Regions from separate parts of the Sus scrofa genome. Here regions 2 and 3 are each linked to region 1. A link is a contact called in public HiChIP or PLAC-seq data. All regions are on one chromosome and are shown on one strand. Each heading gives the region's core, a stretch centred on a gene start, on an enhancer-like site or on the middle of the called end of the contact. The rest is flanking DNA. Distances are from core to core; before and after follow the strand shown.

Region 1 (3,171 bases), core at 417-2,916:
CTGCTGTGATGCAGGTTTGATCCCTGGCCCGGGAACTTCTGCATGCTGTGGTACAGCCAAAACAAAACAAACCCCACCAAACATGAATCAATATTTAAAAAGTAAAGAAAAGAGAACCCAGCATTTTGATTTCCCTTGAAAATGTGGACCTTTGGCAGGCCTGACAATCCAGTATGGCAAGAATTATCTGAAGCTTGTAAGTGAGCCTGTTTATTGACAGGCCACCACCCAGCACTCACAAAAATGTCCTGGACATAGCCTGGACCTTGAGCTTTCTAACTCCCCTTTGCTTTGAAGGAATATCTTCTTTAACCTCTTTATGGTTATATTCCTTCCCAACCTTTGAATGACTTCAGTCATTTGAATTGTACTATAACATTGCATACCTCCTTATAGCTGCCATAGATTCTGAAACTACATTATTTCATCTACATTCAAAGAAGCTCACTTGCCCAAAAAGCAACTATTAGTGTTATATATCCACATTTCTCCTGATCATTCTTACGATGACCCTAAAGGAAGATGCTAGACTGGAAGAGTCTGCAGACCAAGGCTTGACTACTTCCTGAGGGCCGAGAAGATTATGTGCAGAGGTGGAACAGAAATATCGAGAGTACAGAAATGCAGGACCTGCCAGAGTGAAGGTTGCAGAACCGAGCTTGGGAGAATGATGAAGACAGATGCCGGAGCACTAATCTATTCAAGCATTTATTGAGTATTCATGACATGCCAGGCACTGTATTAACGGAGGGATTCAGCAGTATACCTAACGTCCCTACCTAACTGAGCTAATTCCGATACGGTAAACCAGATCGACACACACACATATCACATACATACATATATACATGTCAGGTGGAAATAAATGCTAATTATAAAACTAAAGCAGAGCAAAGGAACAGCGAATGAGGGTGGCTGCTATTTCAGGAGACCCCCGTGCCACCCTCCCCCCCCCCCGCCCCCGCAAAGAAGCAAGAGAGCAAAGCACCAGCCGTGCATCGGTTTCTAATTTTCTAGGCTACACGGAGCTAGGTGCACCTCCCAGGAAGCTCCGCCCCCTCCCTCCCAATAGGACGCAAGGTGCCGTCTCCGAGGAAGCTCCTCCCACTCCCCGCCCAGAGGCGGCCTTGGGGGCGGAGCCTCGCGCCCGGGCTCCCTGAGCGCGCCGCGCATAAAGACGCGCGCTTAGGGTTCCCGGCATTCTTCTGATTCTGTCAAAGCCGGGAGAGTTACCCTCGCTAGGGAATGGCATGCTGGGAACTGTAGTTTCCTCCCGCAACCCCGCGTCCCGGGGGCAGTAAAAGCTGCTAAGTTCGGCTCCATTGCTGGCACCATACTTGAAGCCCGGCGGGGTTGTGGGGAGGATTTGCGGAGGGGCTGGGGCCGGGGTCATCCCGAGTACCACGTGGAACTTATCCAGCCCGGCGAGCGTCCAGGCCGGAGCCCGCCCCGGACACGTGACCCCGGCCTCCACAAGAGCGCGCCGTTCCAGAGCACGGTTCCCGCCCCGCCCGTCTGTCGGCCTGCGCCTCCCCCGGCGCTGCTGCCACCTCGCGCTCGGAGGCGTCACGGAACGTGCCCGCCTTTCCCCCTCCTCCTCCCTTTCCCTCCCGCTCTCCCCCTCCTCCCCCTCCCGCGCCGAGACTCGCCGCCGCCGCAGCCGCAGGAGTAGCCGCCGCCGGAGCCGCGCGCAGCCATGGCCGAGAACCCCGGCTTGGAGAACCACCGCATCAAGAGCTTTAAGAATAAGGGCCGAGATGTGGAAGTGAGTGTGCTTTCGCTGCTGGGGCCCTCCAGGCTCGCCCGCCTGGCCGCGCCGGCCCCGAGGCGGCGGGGAGGGGCGGGGGGCCGGCGCCGGGCTGGTTTTCGCCGGCTCGCGGTGGGTCGGAGTTAGCTACCGTCTCCCGTCACCGCGGCCAGGGGCTGGGCGGAGCGGGCGGCGGGACGCGGGCCGGGCTGCAGCCGCCTCTCGAAGCTGCCGGCGCGGAGTCCGGGAAACGCCGGGGTTTTCGGCCCCGTCACGCGGGCGCGGCCTGCTGTCGGCGAGGAAGAGATGTGGAGCTGAGGCGGGGTCCGCGGGCTGGGGCCTCGCGGGCTGGGGGGATGCTGCCGCCCGGGTCCATCGACCGCCCCGCCGAGGGGGCGGCCACGGCTCGCGCCCGCTGCCCGTGCAGCCTCCTGCCCGGCGCGGCCCCCTCAGTGCCTCCCGCGCTGCTGCACATGGAGCCTCGGCTCTGCCGGTCCCCGCGCCTACCTTCTGTGAGCCGGGCCCAGGCGGGCGGTGGCGGCCCGCAGAGGGGGGTGGGGACCAGCCGGGTAACTGACTTGTTTGAGGGTGGTGAATGGGGGAGGGTAGGATGCGCTAGGACCATTTTCTTATATTCCAGTGCGGTTCTTTGGACCAGTCGCGCTTTGCTTTTCCAGCTCATACTCCTGTTACTGCTGGCATTTGGAGCAAGCTGAAGGTGGACAATAGTTTACCGTCTATTGTGTTGAGGCTTTGGAAGAGACGTTGTTCCGACCTCCGCTCACAGGACCTCTTTTCTTAGCCTTTTCTTGTAGTGAGGGTGTGCATAGGGTAATCATGTCTTTGAAACGTTTTACTGAAATAAATTGGATACATAGGTTCATACGGCCTTGCGCTAAGCTGGTAGAATTTCCAAGTGGTTGCAAAACTGTAAACATTGATCGTGTTCACTCAGTTCGTTGCTACTCAGCATGTTGCCATTGTCTCATTAAGGTGACATTAGCAGGTACTGTTTGCAAACTCGGCTTGTCCAGGCAGCGCTAGAGGTCTCTCTGCAGCTTCTAAAAGCAGTGTAGTTAGTGTAATGCACAAACTTCACTGGGACTCTGACCTCTGGATTGTTGGGGGAAAGTGGTTTCAGGTCCACAGCCTTCTTTTCTTTTACTAGGTGACATGATTTGCAGTTTTCTCATTCTTGCTAAGCGGCCAGTGTGACGAAGAAGTGCGCATTTTATCCTGTCTTAAAGAGAGAAGGTGGTGGGGAAAATATACCGTTCAGTGTTCTGTTTTGTAGAAGAACAGACAAAACTGAGGCCGTTTTTCGGAGCCACAAAATTAAATAGTAATTGGAGAAAAACGTAGGGAAATGCCTTGGAATTTTCATATTATTGAGACAGATAAAAGTCATCTTTTTTCTGTCCTGG
Region 2 (2,966 bases), core at 69-2,568, 130 kb after region 1:
TCAAGGGAGGGATCAAGTGTGCTGAGCGTGCTGCAGGGTTGTGTTTGAGGTGTTTAATCCCTGTCCCCCCAGAAGCTTTCCCTCAGTCCCCGAGGACTCAGAAGGCGAGGACTCCAAAACTCTTGCAGCCCTTATGTGTGTCACTTAAATGTCCCTGCACTGTTTTGTTGTTTTTGAAATCCACCTTCCCAGCTGCACAGGGCCCCCTCAAGGCCACACTTAGAATCCTAGAGGCATGTGTTGTTTAAAGGGGCCTTGGACAGGTCCAGTTCATACACGAGGAGACAGAGGCTCAGAGGGGTTAGGTAACCTGCCCAAGGCCATAGAGTTTTTTAATAAACTAGAACCTGGTTCACTTAAATGTGCTCTTTCTAGTCCAACGGTGTTAGACATGTTCCCAGAAACCTATAATCTGTGAAAACTCTTCACTTTTGTGGATTTTTTTCTCATCAAAAAACTTAACCTCAGTACATTTCTGATCATCGGGGTCTGTTCATTCTACTTGAATAGCCTCTTAATTGTGTTGTTTTGATTTTGTGATTTGCATTGTTCTGTTAGTATTTTTCACTGGTTGGACCCAGTGCTCCTGTGACAGCAGTTACCTTTCTTGCAGTGGTTTTTCTGGGGGCGGGGGGGTGACAAATGGGGGACATGCTATCAGGGTCTCCACTTTTTCAGATGTGAGCAACACTCCACAGCACTCTGCTTCTTGTTCCCCACAAGTGTGTTTGTTGATGATGTGTTTTAGTTAAAAAGTAAGTGACTTTTTAGTTAAAAAGTGTCTTGGCCTCTCGTTTCTGATTCACTGTGCTCAAAGTAACCGTGAACAGATTTTTGGCATTTCTTGGTTCTGTGTTGGGAGTTGAACTGATTTGGGTCCCAGGGGCTGGGATCTAATCCCTTATAACTGGAAGCAGGAAACAGACCTCACTGATGTGCCCCTGAGCGTCCAGGGTCTGAACGGTCCCCATAAAGTCGTGCCTGTCCGGAGCTGGACCACAACCGTTCATGTTCCCTGTAACAGTGACCTCTGGTGGCCCTGGGACGATAGGACAGCAGTTGAGTGGCGGATGTGTGGATTTGGATGAGATGACCTAATTCTTTGTGGTGAAGCAGTTGCCTGTCACCATAGAAGTCCCTGCCGTTTCCCAGGGAGGCCCCTTCCCTCCCGTGACACACCCACCTGCAGTCACCCTACACCCAAGGAGCACCTGCAGCGGCGCCCCTGCTTCCTGTGGGCAGTCTCCTCCTCCCAGCCCCTCCCCATCCCGGCCACCTGGTGGGACGAGTGGACTTGCCCCATCTGGCCCACATCAGCCACCACCTGCCACGTCGGCCCAGATTCTGGTGCTCTAGGGCTGGTGATTTACTGCCTCCCTGGGCAGCAGGTGGCTGGGGTATTTTTAGTGTCTGAGCCTTTAGGAGAAGGGTGGGGTGGGGGTGGGAGGTAGTGGTGAGTTCGGGGGGAATCACAAGTTCAAAGCCTCCCAGTTGTGGGGTCTGTTTCCCAACCTCTTGTTGGCTTTCAGATTCTTGGTATGTCCTCTGGAATCTGCCTTAGGCACTTGGTAAGCCTGAGCCAGAGAGGGTGAAACCTTTGGGCTGCCAGGTTGGTTGGTGTCTAGGGAAAGGACTGTGTACTACAAATGCCCTGCATGTGCATTCATTCCAATTCAAAGCACTTTTCTGGAGTTTCTGTCGTGGCTCAGTGCAAACGAATCTGACTAGTATCCATGAGGATGCGGGTTCAATCCCTGGCCTCGCTCCGTGGGTTAAGGATCCCGCGTTGCCATGAGCTGTAGTGTAGGTCGCAGACTCGGCTCGGATCTTGTGTTGCTGTGGCTCTGGTATAGGCTAGTGGCTACAGCTCCGATTAGACCCCTAGCCTGGGAACCTCATATGCCACAGGCGCAGCCCTAAAAAGACAAAATAAAAATAAAGTAAAATAAAAACTATAAAATACTGCTGAGAGAAATTTTTTTAAAAAGCACTTTCTGCTCATTGTTTATCTGCTCCTCACGATGGTCCCATGTTGTGGACAGGGATTATCCTCTTCCTTCTACGGAAGTGAACCTGCGAAGGACGTGAGCATCAGTCCCGTGCCACAGGCAGTGGGGGGGACAACCTGGAGCCCTGCCATCTTTGCCACTGGGGGATGCTGGGTGGGGACCTGTGGTATTCGGGGCAAGATGCTTTGAGCGTCTCCTTAACAGAAACGGAGTCATGGTATTTGGCACACACACTTGTGAGGGGAGCACACTCCCTCCGCTGTTCTTACCAAATAAAAAAGCTCACACATTTATTCAGCGTTGACTGGGTCTGTGGTCCTGGTCCTGAATATACGACATCCCCACTGCCGCCGGCTGAGAGGCAGTCTCAGGACCAGCCCTTAAACGTGCTGGGTGCTCAGACCGGAAGCAGGACAACTGGCCCAAACCTGGGGCTTCTGAGCAGGCAGGTCAGAGAGAATAAAAGGTGAAAAGAGCAAGACTGTGCTCCCGGGAGTTCGTCAGTCTGTCCAAGACTGGGTTCAAGCTACTTTCACGCCACTGTTGCTTTGCATCATCAGGGCTTTTGTGATTCCTTGTCCTCGGCATCTTTTGGTTTCCTTTCTAAGGAAATCTTCTGCTTGTGCTTCTGGAAAGGGGGATTTGACATCAGGGCCGAAAGAGACCTGGAGCAACTGGGAAAGGAGGGACGGAGCCTCCTGCAGTGAGGGGGCTGGAAGCAGCTGCGACTGTGGAGTGTCAGCTCCCGCATTTCATCCAGACCCGCTGAGCTGGTCCCCCCAGGCTTGTCCTCCCCCGGCTGCCCCTACCCGTCCAAACCGAGTCTGACAAGGCCTGGGCCCCCAGGTCTCCAGCGGGGGGATAGGGTTGCTGTCGGGCTGATCTTAGTTGTGTTGGGGGGGGGCTGTCCACACGCCAGGGATCCATGGGTCCCCTGGACCCAGCCTCCTTGCTGGG
Region 3 (3,250 bases), core at 307-2,806, 150 kb after region 1:
TGCCAGACCCTAGGGGAGAACGGCCGGGTGCACACATCAGCTATTCTTTTCTGTAGGAACACAAATTCATGCAGGCACATGGAGGAAGGGTTTCTATGGCCAAAGTAGGGAAGCATGTCAGGTTTCAAAGACAGGCCTGGGCTCTGAAAGGGCCAGGAAGTAGGGGTGGGTGAATCAGCTGACCCATCTCTCCCGGCTGCCTCCTACAGAGCGGAGCCCCCCGCCCCAAGACATGGAATGTAGGCTCACATTCCCTGTGGTTAAAGCAAGGAGGCACAACCAAATTCCAGCTAGACAAGCTTGGTTCAGTAGAAATGACTGAAAGATTCTTCCATTCCTGCTGGTCCGTGGCTTCTAGCCTCTCTTGTCCTCCTGGAAGCCTAAACCCTGAAGTGGAAGCTATCCTGGGGTCAGGACACAGAGGGAGGGGGACCGTCGGCTCATGGTAACTTCTGCTGCCTTTGGAACTCCCCATAGGACCAGGCTGCGTGTCCTGTAACAGTGGCTATTTATAAATACTGTTGACTGAGGACAGATGTACCAGTCAGGGCAAAGGGCTTTCCTCCAGTGTCTTACTGAGGTAAGTGACCTCTACAACATTACACATGAATTACAGGAATCCCAGATGCCAAGACTAAGACCTGATGCCAACTTAGTCTAGGGAAGCCTTGGCTGGAGCAGGTGAAGGAACATCTCACCCCCAGGAGTACATTTCTGTTGGCCCTGGAAGAAAATAAGACAGCCTCTGTTCGTTCCTCATGGCAGGCGTGGAAGAGTAAAAATTAAAATTACCTCAGTATTGGGAATTCCTGTTGTGGCTCAGCGGGTTAAGAACCCAGTCTCCATGAGGATGCAGGTTCAATCCCTGGCCTCGATCAGCGGGTTAAGGATCCAGCGTTGACGTGAGCTTCGGTGTAGGTCGCAGACGCAGCTCAGAGTTGCTGTGGCTGTGCTGTAGGCCGGCAGCTGCAGCTGTAGCTCCGATTGGACCCCTAGCCTGGGAACCTGCATGTGGTGTGACACAAGGTGTGGCCCTTAAAAAAAACAAACTACCCAATGTGATTAGACTGTGGCTGAAAGCTCCCCTGTGACCGTGTCCTCCCCTGCAGCTGCTTTCCACTGCTCAGTCAGGTCCCACGATTGAGAGGTGAGGGAAGTCTCGAGTGGCTGCTACTGGTTCTCCTTTTTCTGTTTCCCTTTCCCACGTGGTTGGGGGCAGGGCGAGCTCCGCAGGCCGTCTCTCTGCTCTGGCCCCTGGGAGAGAGCAGACCTGCTGGGGTCAGGCACAAAACGTCCTCAGTAACACCTGCTTCTTAGCAGCTCAGACTCTATGCTGCAGGGAGGGCCCCCCGTTCAGGACCACATCTGCGTTTGCTGTTTCTACTGCTCTTCCTCTCACCATCCTGTGATCCTCTTGGTGGAGGAATCTGAGAATCCCCCCTTTTCCCTCAGCTCAGTGTGTTTCTGGTGCCTGGAGATTCTTTTATTTGCTTGGAACCATGTGTGCTTACAAGCTGCCCAAATAGGATTAAAACCCTGTAGGAGTTCCCATCACGGCTCAGCGGTGACTAGCATCCGTGAGGTGGCAGATTCCATCCCTGGCCTCGCTCAGTGGGTTAAGGATCCAGCGTTGCTGTGAACTATGGTGTAGGTCGCAGACACGGCTCGGATCCTGCGTTGCTGTGGCTCTGGTGTAGGCCAGTGGCTACAGCTCCAATTGGACCCCTAGCCTGGGACCTCCATATGCGGCCCTAAAAAGACAAAAAGACAAAACCAAAAACAAACAAAAATAAAATACTCTTAAAAATTAGGTTTAATGTTGCAGGTAAACCAAAATGTGTGTGTGTGTATCACATATACACATACATATGTGTGTATATAAATATATATATGTTAAACCATAAAAATTAAAAGTTATGTTAATGAGGTGGAACTAAGGGTGATTAAGCTTATTGCTTAATTTTTTTTTTCTTGAACAATGTCATTTTGTTTTTCCCAGTAAAAAAAAAAAATGATACTTCCAAAAAATAGAATTTTCCAAAAAATTAACCACTCAGAAGCCTTTGCTTCTGTAGCAGATTCTGACTTGGCTCTGGAGCTCCAGTGACTTGGCGCTCATAGCTGGTAACAGTTCTGCTTTCTGGCACATTCTTTACTAAATCGTCAAGGACCAAGATGGGGGTTGGGATTCTCTCATTTTACTAATGAAGAAATGGCTCAGACGGGAGAGAGAATTTGTTCATGATCTTGCTGAGATTTATAATTCATCTCTCTTTCATTGTATCGTGTTGCTCACTGAGAAAGTGCTTTGCAAATGGCGAGCCCCTCATTGTAGCGGCTGTCGTTGTAAGGTGGCTATATTTTAACAGGAGGAAGCGATTGGGAAAAATTGGAAACACGGGCACCACTATGTCATGTTGTTGATGTCACTGTCCTTTTGGGTTTTGGGGGGAGCCTGTGGTTCTGGCTACAGTCGTTTTGGTGAGAAACTGAAGCATAATGGAAGGGATTTAGAGGTAGAATTATAGTCAAAGAAAAACCACAGCAGAACAATGGTTAAAGTGGTAAAAAAAGAAAAAAAAAAAAAAGGTTTTATTCAGGACTATTGCAGAATAGTCCTGCAATAGGGGAAGAGACCTTCGTGCAGAACTGGGCTCCATTCCGAAAAAAGCGTGGGCAAGTGGGGATTTATAGCCAAGGAGCTGGGGGTGGGGGCGGGTGTCAGTGGATATGGAAAATTACTAAGAAGAAGCATCAGGGGAGAGCAGGGTTCTGGCTAAACCGACCTAATGGGGTCTTCACTAAAGACAGGCCAAGGTGATCAGATTTCATCTGGGGGGCGGTGGAGAATTAGCGACCTGATCAGATATGGAGGGTGGAGATTCGGATTATTGCTAAAACCAGATTTTATAAGGACGTGCGCTGTCTTAAAGCAGCCCAGCACTGTCTGGAGGGCGCTTGTCTGTCTTGCCTGTGGTGCTGGGCGATCAGACGAACTTGGGACCCAGCTCTGTCTGGGCCTGGCTGATGAATCAGTGGGAATCTTGCCAGGATTTTGCAGGATTGGGACTGGCAGAGGATACCGGTGCAGCAGGCAAAGGATGACCTGTGCTTGGAGGCTGGGGAGCAAAGGGGTGCTACTCTGGCCCTGGTTCCCCTTGTGTGAGCCCAAGGGAGGGGAGAAGGGAGGTGGGCAGAGACGGAAGAAGCCGTAGACTTGAAGGCTTGGAGGCACCATACCAGGCTGCTT

The links. HiChIP or PLAC-seq counts read pairs in DNA pulled down with a chosen protein or histone mark.
Region 2: an H3K27ac HiChIP or PLAC-seq map of skeletal muscle shows a contact between it and region 1. The contact joins the enhancer-like site here to the promoter of KPNA3 in region 1. A contact is called at or near these places in 2 of 5 promoter capture datasets (fetal liver and liver), 11 of 47 Hi-C or Micro-C datasets (embryonic fibroblasts, fetal heart ventricle, fetal liver and 5 more) and 2 of 2 datasets of contacts at active chromatin or transcription factors (alveolar macrophages and skeletal muscle).
Region 3: a contact with region 1 is called in an H3K27ac HiChIP or PLAC-seq map of alveolar macrophages. The contact joins the promoter of ARL11 here to the promoter of KPNA3 in region 1. A contact is called at or near these places in 1 of 47 Hi-C or Micro-C datasets (skeletal muscle) and 2 of 2 datasets of contacts at active chromatin or transcription factors (alveolar macrophages and skeletal muscle).

Annotation. Positions count from the first base shown.
Region 1 is chr11:17,946,544-17,949,714 of Sscrofa11.1, forward strand. KPNA3 (karyopherin alpha 3 (importin alpha 4)) reads left to right here and starts at 1,667. Exons shown (of 17, transcript NM_001190230.1): 1 at 1,667-1,765. The coding sequence starts at 1,697.
Region 2 is chr11:18,077,738-18,080,703 of Sscrofa11.1, forward strand. The region is part of intron 3 of EBPL (emopamil-binding protein-like); the gene reads left to right. Among named protein-coding and RNA genes, the nearest start is that of ARL11, 21 kb to the right of the region's middle. Within about 2 kb of position 1,319, at least 17 of the 83 cell types and tissues checked have an H3K27ac peak or open chromatin away from gene starts, as enhancers often do. A contact at or near this core is called in alveolar macrophages and skeletal muscle, where this site is marked.
Region 3 is chr11:18,098,869-18,102,118 of Sscrofa11.1, forward strand. It overlaps ARL11 (ADP-ribosylation factor-like protein 11), which reads right to left and starts at 1,557. Exons shown (of 2, transcript XM_005668400.3): 1 at 793-1,557; 2 at 1-50. The region is part of intron 3 of EBPL (emopamil-binding protein-like); the gene reads left to right.